Linked DNA regions of Sus scrofa: all the other regions are linked to region 2. Evidence: chromatin contacts called from public Hi-C and promoter capture Hi-C data. All regions are on one chromosome and are shown on one strand. Each heading gives the region's core, a stretch centred on a gene start, on an enhancer-like site or on the middle of the called end of the contact. The rest is flanking DNA. Distances are from core to core; before and after follow the strand shown. Region 1 holds the start of PTPRA (protein tyrosine phosphatase, receptor type A). Region 2 holds the start of IDH3B (isocitrate dehydrogenase 3 (NAD(+)) beta). Region 3 holds the start of VPS16 (vacuolar protein sorting-associated protein 16 homolog).

What was found. Promoter capture Hi-C pulls out the DNA fragments that hold promoters and counts their contacts. A called contact is a pair of places that touch in the nucleus more often than the background predicts.
Region 1: a promoter capture Hi-C map of fetal liver shows a contact between it and region 2, with 2.2 times the contacts expected there. The contact joins the promoter of PTPRA here to the promoter of IDH3B in region 2. A contact is called at or near these places in 1 of 5 promoter capture datasets (fetal liver), 4 of 47 Hi-C or Micro-C datasets (embryonic fibroblasts, omental adipose tissue, retroperitoneal adipose tissue and 1 more) and 1 of 2 datasets of contacts at active chromatin or transcription factors (alveolar macrophages).
Region 3: a contact with region 2 is called in a Hi-C map of fetal liver, with 1.7 times the contacts expected there. The contact joins the promoter of VPS16 here to the promoter of IDH3B in region 2. A contact is called at or near these places in 3 of 5 promoter capture datasets (fetal skeletal muscle, liver and skeletal muscle), 25 of 47 Hi-C or Micro-C datasets (adipose tissue, alveolar macrophages, embryonic fibroblasts and 13 more) and 2 of 2 datasets of contacts at active chromatin or transcription factors (alveolar macrophages and skeletal muscle).

What each region holds. Positions count from the first base shown.
Region 1 is chr17:32,795,739-32,799,058 of Sscrofa11.1, forward strand. It overlaps PTPRA (protein tyrosine phosphatase, receptor type A), which reads right to left and starts at 1,357. Exons shown (of 22, transcript NM_001244485.1): 1 at 1,075-1,357.
Region 2 is chr17:32,953,550-32,956,856 of Sscrofa11.1, forward strand. It overlaps IDH3B (isocitrate dehydrogenase 3 (NAD(+)) beta), which reads left to right and starts at 1,568. Exons shown (of 12, transcript NM_001044575.2): 1 at 1,568-1,620; 2 at 1,739-1,819; 3 at 1,940-2,038; 4 at 2,138-2,258. The coding sequence starts at 1,585. It overlaps LOC102158952 (a long non-coding RNA gene), which reads right to left and starts at 1,526. Exons shown (of 4, transcript XR_002339868.1): 1 at 1,441-1,526; 2 at 1,144-1,209; 3 at 670-733.
Region 3 is chr17:32,824,335-32,827,816 of Sscrofa11.1, forward strand. It overlaps VPS16 (vacuolar protein sorting-associated protein 16 homolog), which reads right to left and starts at 1,640. Exons shown (of 24, transcript XM_003134328.4): 1 at 1,486-1,640. The coding sequence starts at 1,538. PCED1A (PC-esterase domain containing 1A) reads left to right here and starts at 1,847. Exons shown (of 8, transcript NM_001243864.1): 1 at 1,847-2,103; 2 at 2,392-2,551; 3 at 3,078-3,157; 4 at 3,269-3,482. The coding sequence starts at 2,428.

The DNA of each region.
Region 1 (3,320 bases), core at 107-2,606, 160 kb before region 2:
AAAATGGAAGGATTAAGCTAAATGTAAGTTGAGGTAAGACTGTCAAGGGCTTTGCATGACCTGATTAGGCTTTCTGAGCTTCATTCATCCCATGGGAAAAGGAAAGCCAGGGAGTTTTAAGTAAACAAGTGACAGCATCAGATCTGTGTTTTCTAAAGGAGTGGCCAGGCAGGAAGATGCTCTCCCATCTTCCACCACCAAGCTCCCCGCCAATCCTCTCCTCACCCACCATCTTCTGGCTCTAGAGCTGCCTTAACAGCAAGCAGGTGGCAAGTGAGGAGATCCTGCAGAAGATGTGACTGGTTCTAGAGCAGGGATCCCTACCCTAAGCAAAGGTTTCTAAGACTTTTCACCCTCCTAGAGACTGTGAACATTCCTCTTCTGTCTTACAAACATCATTCACTGCCCTCAAAAACAAAAGACCCTCAACACTGGGCTCAGCTCTGCTACTATTTTCATCTTCAGAAACTCCAATGAAGAACTAATTTTTCAAAAAACGATATTCTTTGTGTTATTCACCAAAAGCAAAAGGGAGGGCACCTACATCCCCAATTGGCTCATTTTGAATTCTGGGCAGCTCTGAGCCCCTACTTTCCTTCTTAAGCGGCCCCAATTGTAGGGAGTGGACGGAAAAAAGAGGGGCCGAGGAGAAGGGCCCAGGGGGCTTTTAAGGAAAAGAAAAGTTAGTCACTGCAAGAGCAAATTTTCTTATGCCCAGAGTTTTCCTCTTTCTTCCCACTAAATGGACCTGGGCAAACTCGATTTCACTGTCCAAAATTCTTCGTTCAGTATGAACTATGGCAGCCCCGGCCCGGCCACCGGAGGACGCACGCAAAGTTCCCGGGCAGTGAGAGGGGTCTGCGCCCGGGGCCGGCGCGTTTCCGGGGAACCCCCCCCCGCCCCGCCCCGCCCCCCGGACAGCGCAAGGATGTGGGATCCCTGGAGAAGCCGGATGGATCCTGCCCGGAAAAACGGGATTTGGGCTCCGGCTGGGAACCCCTCCCACCGCGCCCAGGAGTCGCCCCCACTCCTGAGCCCGCCGGGGCGGCGGCGGCCGCCGCAGCGAACACTCACCGAGTCCGGCGTTGGGCGGGATCGCCGGGGACGAGGACGGCGGCTCCGCCTCGGTGCCGCGGCGGCGTCTCGGCCCGCCACACGCCCTCAGGGCCGCCGCCCGGCCCGCGGCTCGGAGCCCCGCGGCGGCGGCGGCGGCCTCGCCTCCATGGCCAGGGGAAGCGGCTGAGGGGTGACTGAGCGGACGACGGTGATGGCGGCGGCGGCGGCGGCGGCGGCGGCCCCGGGTCCGAGCAAGATCGCGCGCGCGTCTCTGTCAGCGCCGCACTCGCCGCAGCCTTGCTCCAGACCCGGCCTTGGCTGTAAGACGCTTCCTCATTGGCGGTTCAGAGACAGGCGCCGGTTGGCCCATGCCGAAAGGGCGTCTCCCAGCCCTCGCGGGCCCCGCCCTTGCGCGCCTCAGAGCGCTCGGTTGCCCGCCAGCCTAGGGCGCAGACCCGGGTCTCAGGGTCTCACTATCTCATAGGGGCCTGGGAGATGTGCGCCCCGAGGCGACCCAATCCTGGGAGAAGCGGGATTCCAGGTGCACTGACCGACCGTGCACCAACGCTTCCCTCCTTTCTGCATCCCAGCCCCCTGAACGTGGGCCCTCTTCCCAGTGTACAGATGCAGAAACTGAGGCCAAACAAAAGTTAGACCAACGTCTCAAGATCAGGGCGGCCTGGAACTCAAAAGCCGTCTTTTCGCTCCTCTCCAAAAAAAATTGTTTCCCCTTTTCTAATTGCTGCAAGCTATTTAAAGGATGGAGGCTCTCACTGGGGAGGGAGAGGAACCTGCAAAGCCCCTAGAAGAGGCCTGGATCCGTGACTGTCGTGTTACATGAAGTCAGCCTACGCCATCCCCACCCGAGCCCCAGGAAAATCTCCGTAGCTGTCCAGATGCGCCGACCGGGGCCTGGCTTGCACCGAGCAGGGTAGAAGCACGGTTGGGAGGGCCGTTTGTGATAGGCCTGGAGGGGAGGAGAAGTTCAAAGCGCAGAGAGGACCCGGAGACGCGTCTCTTTCTGGAGCCCAGCCACCGGGAGGGAGGCTCAGACGTCCTTCTCAGCCTCGCTCCGCCGCACGCGGGCGCCTCAAAGCCATCCGTCCGTTCGCCAGGCAGCAGCGGGTCCCGGGCTGCAGGATTTCGGGATGTGCGGCTGAAGGCCAATTCAGAATCGTGGTGGGTGGCACACTCACCTAGTTGTAGTTCCCACACGGGGTCCCTCGGACCTACCAAGACCCACATAGGGAGAGCGGCTGGGAGTCTGTAGGCTGGGGACAGATTGCACAGCAGTGTCTAAGCGGAGCTTGCTGGGAGGCGCTTCATCCCAGACCTGCAGCCTGCTCCAGGCTCTCAACCCCAGAGCCCCCTTCTCCCATCCCTAGTGGGACAGAGCCCCATGTAATGCGCGCCCCAGGGGAAAGGGTCTGTGGCTGGTGGTAATTCTTTTTCCTGGCGAGGACATTTCGGCTCTGGAAAAGTCCACATCAACTGCCGCTTCCATGGTGTTCGTGCTCCTACCACCTGCAGTCTCCACTACCACCTGCAGTTGCGGCGTCAATTTGGGAAACTGTGAGCCTTGCTGCCCCGTATGTGTGGAATGAGTATGTGCTAACCAGGGCCACGGACTGGGAATGCAGGGTGTGGCCGGCCTTCTTCAGGGCATCACCTCCCCGGCAGGGAAGTCCCTCCTTGAGTGGGAGTTGTGTCTCCCACTCCCTCTCAGCAGGGCTGGCCCAGAGATCTTGTGAAATGGCCAAATCCATGACTCCTCTGCTGGAGAGACTCACCAGCCCAAAAATCCAGAGGCCACACACCCTGTTAGATCCCAGGGGCAGCCAATGAGGGCAGGTCCTCCTACACAGCAGCCATTCAGTTACCTAGCAAGCCCAAACTCACTCTATCCACACACCAAATGGAAAAGTGAAAAAGCCTGAACCCAAGTGTTTGGAAACCCTGGAAAAATTATAACTGTGAGTTCAGGAGGTACCTGAGTAGCTAAGATAACAGCATCCTAGAACCAAACCCCGCCAGGCTTGCCTTATCATCTGACCTACACTACCACACCAAGGCACATGGAAGTTCCTGGGCCAGGAACTGGGCATATGGAAGTTCCTGGGCCAGGGATGGAATCAGAACTGAGCTGCGCAACCTATACTACAACAGCAGCGACATGCTGGGCTGCATTGGGAACCCAATGCGCCACAGCAGGAACTCCTATACTACTATTTCTTAATAGGTTTCTCTTTTTATTATTATTATTA
Region 2 (3,307 bases), core at 318-2,817:
CTTCCACTTTTTTTCTTTAGAAAGAAGAATATTTGGAAGAGAAAAACGCTGGTGGACAGCAATAGCAGTGTGGGACTTGGGACTAGGGAGTCTATGGCAGCAAGCTGGTGCTGCTCTCTGGTTTTGATTCTGAAGATGGAGGACTATATTACATTAATATTATACACTGATGAATTATATTAGCTATGATAACAGCCTTTATTTACACAGTACGTTTAAGTTTCTTACACGTTTATTATCTAATTTGAATCTTTTCACCCCACAACTGTAGAGAATGCTCTGCTTAAAGGAATGCAAAAAAGAGGCACAAAGCCTATCTTTGGTCCCCAAGATGAGAACCACACATACTCTCCCTTAGGCTGAGGGAATGCCCTACACTTTTTGGATGGATGAGGTTTACAAAGCGTAGAGGATGAGGTTTACAAAGCTTAGAGAATCTAATTAATGGTTCTTAAATTTGTGCGTAACATCTGGGAGAGGCAGATGTATTTTCTGGGGCCCCAATCTTGCAATTTGGATTCAGCAAGTCTGGGGTGGAACTCAGAAGTCTGCATTTTTATCAAGTGCCCCTGGTCCACTTGTGTCATCTGTTTTAAGCATGTTATTTGTCAACAGCATGTGATGGGAATTTTAAAAATCACTCTGAAATTCCCTTTTAGTCATACTTACATGCTTGAAGTAATTTCAGTCTCCAATTATAATCCTGCTTAGGGGCGTTCAGGCCCCAGATACCCTATTAGGGAAACAAATGTCAGATCAAAGAACAAGACCAGGGAATTTCCTGTTGTGGCTCAATGGTAAGAACCCAACTAGTATCTACGAGGATGTGGGTTAGATCCTTGGCCTCGCTCAGTGGGTTAAGGACCTGGCGTTGCCTCCTGTGCTGTTGGTTGCAGACGCCTCTGGTATCTGGCGTTGCTGTGGCTTAGGTGTAGGCTGGCAGCCGAGGCTCCCACTCCACCCCTAGCCTGTGAACTTGTATATGCGGCGGGTGCGGCCATAAAAAACAAGCAAACAAAAAAAACAACCTCCCCCAAACCCCCCACCGAAACAGAACGAGACCAGGTAGCAACAAACAACCAGCAAACCTGATTAATACAAAGTAACTGAGTAGGCTAGGATACTGAAGCCAGACATACACACCTGCTCCTACCGACCATGTGGTTCATTAACGCCTTTAGCGTCGGACACAGGACTGTTCAGTGAGAACTGGTTAAAAGATTAACAAACGTGAAGACACAAAACATTAAGACAGATTCTTCAGTATTGTTTTTCAACTCGTTATTTAACTTAGGTCCTCCTTTGATAAAAATGAAACCTCATATTTTCCTTTAATGTTATTTTTAAGTTTCAACATAAACAGGGTGACCGAAAATAAAGGAAGGAACAAAGCGGTTCTGTGCCGCATCAGCCTCCAGGGGAAGGGGTGCGTAGGAGTACCTAACGCAGGAGGATGAAAAGTAAGCACGAGCTTTGTGTTGGAGGAAAAGAGAGAGCCACCCGGCACCCACGCCGGACCGGAAGTAGAGGCGCAGAGCCGCGCTGGATTCCGGCGTCACCTTCCCGCGACTTCCTACGGCGAACATGGCGGCCCTCAGCGGCGTCCGCTGGCTGACCCGAGTGAGGACCGGGACACGCCGGGGCGGGTGGGAGGGTGGCCTGTTTGTGGCGGGCTCACTGAAGTATTCCCGCTCTGAGGGTCCCAGACCTGACCTCAAAGGCGTGTGTGTCTGTGCAGGCGCTGGTCGCCGCCGCGAACCCCGGAGCATGGAGGAGCCTGAGTACCTCGGTCGTGGCGCAAGCCGCCTCCCGGAGCCAGGTAAGCGCAAGTCCTGCTCTGTCTTACCCACGCCCCTGACCCCTCCTCTCCTAGCGTCCCCGCGCCCCGCCACGACCGCTGCCTCCGCTCCAGCTTTAGCCCTGCTGACCCGGTTTGCAGGCCGAGGACGTGAGAGTGGAAGGCGCCTTTCCCGTGACTATGTTGCCAGGAGACGGCGTGGGGCCTGAGCTGATGCACGCTGTCAAGGAGGTTTTCAAGGTGAATGACCCGGGGGAATCCGCCAGCAGGGACCATGGCTTGGGCTGGAAAGGACTTATTCCATTCTGACCCTGCCATTTTTGGCACGTGCCCCTGAAGGCGGCCTCTGTCCCGGTGGAGTTCCAGGAACATCACCTGAGCGAGGTGCAGAATATGGCATCCGAGGAGAAGCTGGAGCAGGTGCTGAGTTCGATGAAGGAGAACAAAGTGGCCATAATTGGTATGTTTGCTCCCTTGCTACCTTGCCCACGTGTTATTTAAAATCAAACAAATAAATGTTCGTTAAATTTCCCTCAGCACTCACTAATCCATTGTCTTCCAGCTCCCACTGATTAGTGGCCATTTGCTCCTTTCATTTGGGAACCCAGGAGTTGAGAAGTCGTGTAGCTCTCTTGCTGTCTATGCAGGAAGGCTCCAAGGGTTTGGAGTCCGTCATGGGGCTACATCATGAGTCATCAAATCTTGTTACTGTGGTTCTAGAATGGCTTTCTAACTGCCTCTTTTCTTTTAATTTTCCTTCTGCTTCCCTACTGTAATTGCCTCATTAGATTTTTTAGCTTTCAGTTCTGTCTCTACAGTTCATCCTCTACATCTCTTCTCTTGGGACCAGCGTGACTTTGCCAGGCCCAGCCTGGTATAGGAAAGTAAGTTCTTTATGAACTGATCTTTCCTGGCTTCATTTCTATAACACTTATTCTGTGCTTTGGTTACACCAGACTATGTTCGTTTCCACATACATGTACTGTCTTGACTTATGCTTCCTTCTGCCCACAATGTTCTCCTTTTGGGGCCACCTGTCAGACGTTTCCTCACTGACTGTATTCATTTGCTAGGGCTGCTGTAAACAAATGACCACAAACCCGTCGGCTTAAAATAACGGAAATTTATTCTTTCACAGTTCTGGAGGCTAGAATTCCAAGATTAAGGTGTTGTTGGATCTCCCTCTGAAGGCTTGGGGAGAATCCTTCTTTGCCTCTTCCAACTGCTGGTGGCTTCTGGCAGCTGCTGGCATTCCTCGGGGTTTCTTGGCTTGTAGATGGATCACTTCAATCTCTGCCTCTCTCTTCAAATGGTTTTCTCCACTATGTGTTTGTGTATCTGTTCCTCCTTCTTTTCTTGTATAAGGACTTGTCAGTGGATTTAGGACCTACCCTCATCCAGTATGATAATCATCTTAAGATCCTTAACTGGACACAGTTTTCCCAATAAGGTCACTTATCCAGGTTCTGGGGGTTAGGACACGGACACATCATTTTGAGGGTCACTATT
Region 3 (3,482 bases), core at 390-2,889, 130 kb before region 2:
TATTTTGTGGATCAAAAATTACACTGAGTAGTTCCCACTGTTGCTCACTGGAAACAAACCCAACTAGTATCCATGAGGATGTGGGTTTTTTCCCTTGACCTTGCTCAGTGGGTTAACCATCTGGCCTTGCCACTAGCTAGAGTGAAGGTGGCAGACACGGCTTGGATCTGACATTGCTGTGGTTGTGATGCAGGCTGGCAGCTGCAGCTCCGATTGAACCCCTAGCCTGGGAACTTCCATATGCTGCAAAATGTGACCCTAAAAAGCAAAACAAACAAACATACAAAAACGACGTTGAAAAGTTTTAATATGTGAACAACAATGGTAGTTTCACTAGCACAAACAGTTGTCTTCTACTGAAATAAGACCCCAGTGCAATGTCTTGGTGATCTTTAGTCACAATCAACAGTCTTAAAAAAAAAACTTTATTAGGCAACTACTACATAGGAGACACCGTTCTAAATATGCATTGAAGATAAAGAGATACAAGAAATATGCTCTCAGCCCTCAAGGAATTTGGTTTAGCAGAAGAAACCTATACAAATATTTCCCTACTGTGTCATTCATAACAGACCCTAGCACTGGGTCCTGTGAGGCCCAAAGAGAAGGTCAGGTGAAAGTCAACTCTTTTGAGATTAGATCAGGGAAAGTTTCAGAAAGAACCCTTTAACTAAGTTCTGAAGGATGAGCAAAAATTCTCCAGTGAGGTAAAGAGGGAAAAGGCAGGTCCTGCATTAGGAACCACAGGCTAGAGCAAACACAGGGAGCCTTTTAACATTGTGCTGTGTGGGAGCCCTGTTCTTTGCAACTGGAACACAGACTCGGTAGGAAAAAGGCAAATGAGATTGAAGTTATACAGCTATAACACAAAAGAAATTTGTACGTTATCTTACTTCAAAGAGAAGTCACTGAAAAAAATCCTAACCAGGGTAATGACGTTATTGGTGTACACTTTAGAAAGATTAGTGGTTTAGGGCTCTACGACTCCCATGAAAGGGTTGCTCCAACATGGGGTCCTCATTCGCCCTGTCCCTGGATTCCCTGACGACTCGCTTCCTTCTCCCAGTCTTGGTTAGCACTGTTACCCTTCCCGCCGTGAGGTCTACTCCCCCCTAGGAGCGCCCCTGTGGTCTGATTTCCGCAGAACCTCCTGGCAGGAGACTCGGCGCTCACTGTCACCTGTGGGCGGCCACCCTCAACGTGATCCAAGCATCCTTATGGAGGCTGACAGTCCTGGACTTCACCGCTGGGCTGTACCCCTCCTTGTGTGACCACCGGGTGTGCCTTAGTTTCTTTCTCGGGAACAGGGGAAGGCCGGGCCCTAGGCTGCTGTGCGTTAAGTGGTAGACGCCGGGATAGAACCGGCGAGGGGCGGACCCCAGCGCCCGTAGAGACGGGGACTTACGCTGCCGGCTCCGCCCGGAGACTAAGCCAGCTAGCGAGCAAGGTAAGGTGGGCCGTGGGAGGCAGGGCGGGGCGGCTCACCGGTAAAAGGCAGAGTCCCCGAGCGGGTTCCAGTTCGCGGTGTAGCAGTCCATGGCCAGTGCAGGAGGTGGCTGGCCAGCGCGGAGCGGACACCCGCCTAGTGCGGGCTCCAGAAGGGCACTTCCACTTCCGCTTCCGCCCGTCTGGGTCACGTGTCTAGGCTGCCGCCACAACCATCCCCACTGTGGGCGGCTGCACTTGGCTGCGGCCGCGTCCCCGCCCACGCCCGGGCCTGGCGGCCGCCCGGGCGGGCCCGGCCCTGGCTCCTGCTCCCTGCGGCGGCTCGCCCCGCCGCACTATCGTCCCCTCGGGTGTTGCGGGGTCGGGCAGGGCGGGACATGGGTGACCGGAAGTGGGAGTTGTGAACGTCGCCGCCTGGGGTCCGGAGGCCCGAGGCGCCGTCGGGCCTCCGCGACTCCTGCATGGAGAGCGCTGGGCGTCGGGCCTCGCACCGACCGCTAACCGGGGCGCACAGCCCCTGCGGGGCAGAGGCAGTGCTGAACCGATCGGCCTCCTCGGGCGCGGGAACATGAAATCCAGCCCTGAGCCCGCCGCGGGCAAGGCGCGCTGGCGGGCCTGCCCGGGTAGCTGGTGAACGGCGCGGAGCCCCGGGACTCGGTAATCGGCGCGAGAGAGCGCACGCGCATGCGCGGGGAGGCGGCGGGCACAAGGCAGTGCGCAGGGTGGCGCGGCTCTGGAAGCGCTTCGGTGTACGCGAGGCCCAAGGGCCTGGCGACCTCCTGTGCCAAGTGTATGGAGGTCGGTGCCACCATGGACCCCACTCTGCTGCCTCCACCTGGACCCTGTAGCCCTGAGCACCCCGAGAAGGGCCAGAGCAGGTCTCATTTACCTCGGGGTGGGCTGTGAGGCCAACCTGCCCTGAGTGCTGGCCCTCTCGTGGCTTAGTGGCCACTCCCTGCAGCCCGTCGTTCTTGCGGCGGCATGGTCTTCTGCCTGGAGAACAACGAGCCGCGCCGCCGGCTGCGAAGCACCATGGTCCATTTCCAGGCCTCGGAAGTTCAGCAGCTACTACACAACAAGTTCGTGGTCATCTTGGGGGACTCAAGTGAGTGCCCTTCTAGAATCACACTTCCCAGTCCCGCACCTGCAGCCTGTTTTCTGCATCTGGCCCCTTTGTCACCATCTCAAACTTCCTTCCTGATCCTTAGTCTGTTCCAGTCCACTAGGTTTTCTCTTTTCATTTTCCCAACGACTTCTGTAGATGTCCTGACAGATGTAGCTTGTCAAGCTTTTCACCCCTTCCTTGCTCAGCATTTTTCTTCCTGACAGTCCTCCACAAATTCCCCTCATGGAAGCGGTGGGTTGTATTTGTCTCTTGGGTGACTTGACAGACTTACTTCTACCAGGTGATCTTGGGTCACTGCATATTAAGTTGAGGAGTGGTGTACAGCTAGAGGTAACTGGGCAATGCCAGGACTTTGTAACCTCACCTTTTCTCCTGCCTCTAAGTTAACCCTCCACAAAGGTGGTCTTGGGCAGTCCCAGCCCTGGGATGATGGGAGGCCTGGATTTGGAAGGAGCTGGGATGGAGTGAGGCCTTTCTCAGCCTCAGGATCTCGGTCTCCCTGCAGTCCAGCGGGCTGTGTATAAGGACCTAGTGCTCCTGCTCCAGAAAGACTCACTGCTCACAGCTGCCCAGCTGAAAGCCAAGGTGAGGGACGTTTGGTGGCCATGCCAGTGATGGGCAGGCCCAGATCCTGGCCTGGTAGGGTCCTCCTCCTTCTGGCCTGGGTCTGACCAGCTTGTGCGGGGGGGTGGGCAGGGGGAGCTGAGCTTTGAACAGGACCAGCTGGTGGCTGGAGGTCAGCTGGGCGAACTGCACAATGGGACACAGTACCGGGAGGTCCGCCAGTTCTGCTCGGGTTCTGGTCACCACCTTGTGCGCTTCTACTTCCTCACCCGTGTTTACTCCGAGTACCTCGAGGGAGTCCTGGAGGAGCTGACCTGTGGGCCTGCCCCAGACCTAGTGATCATCA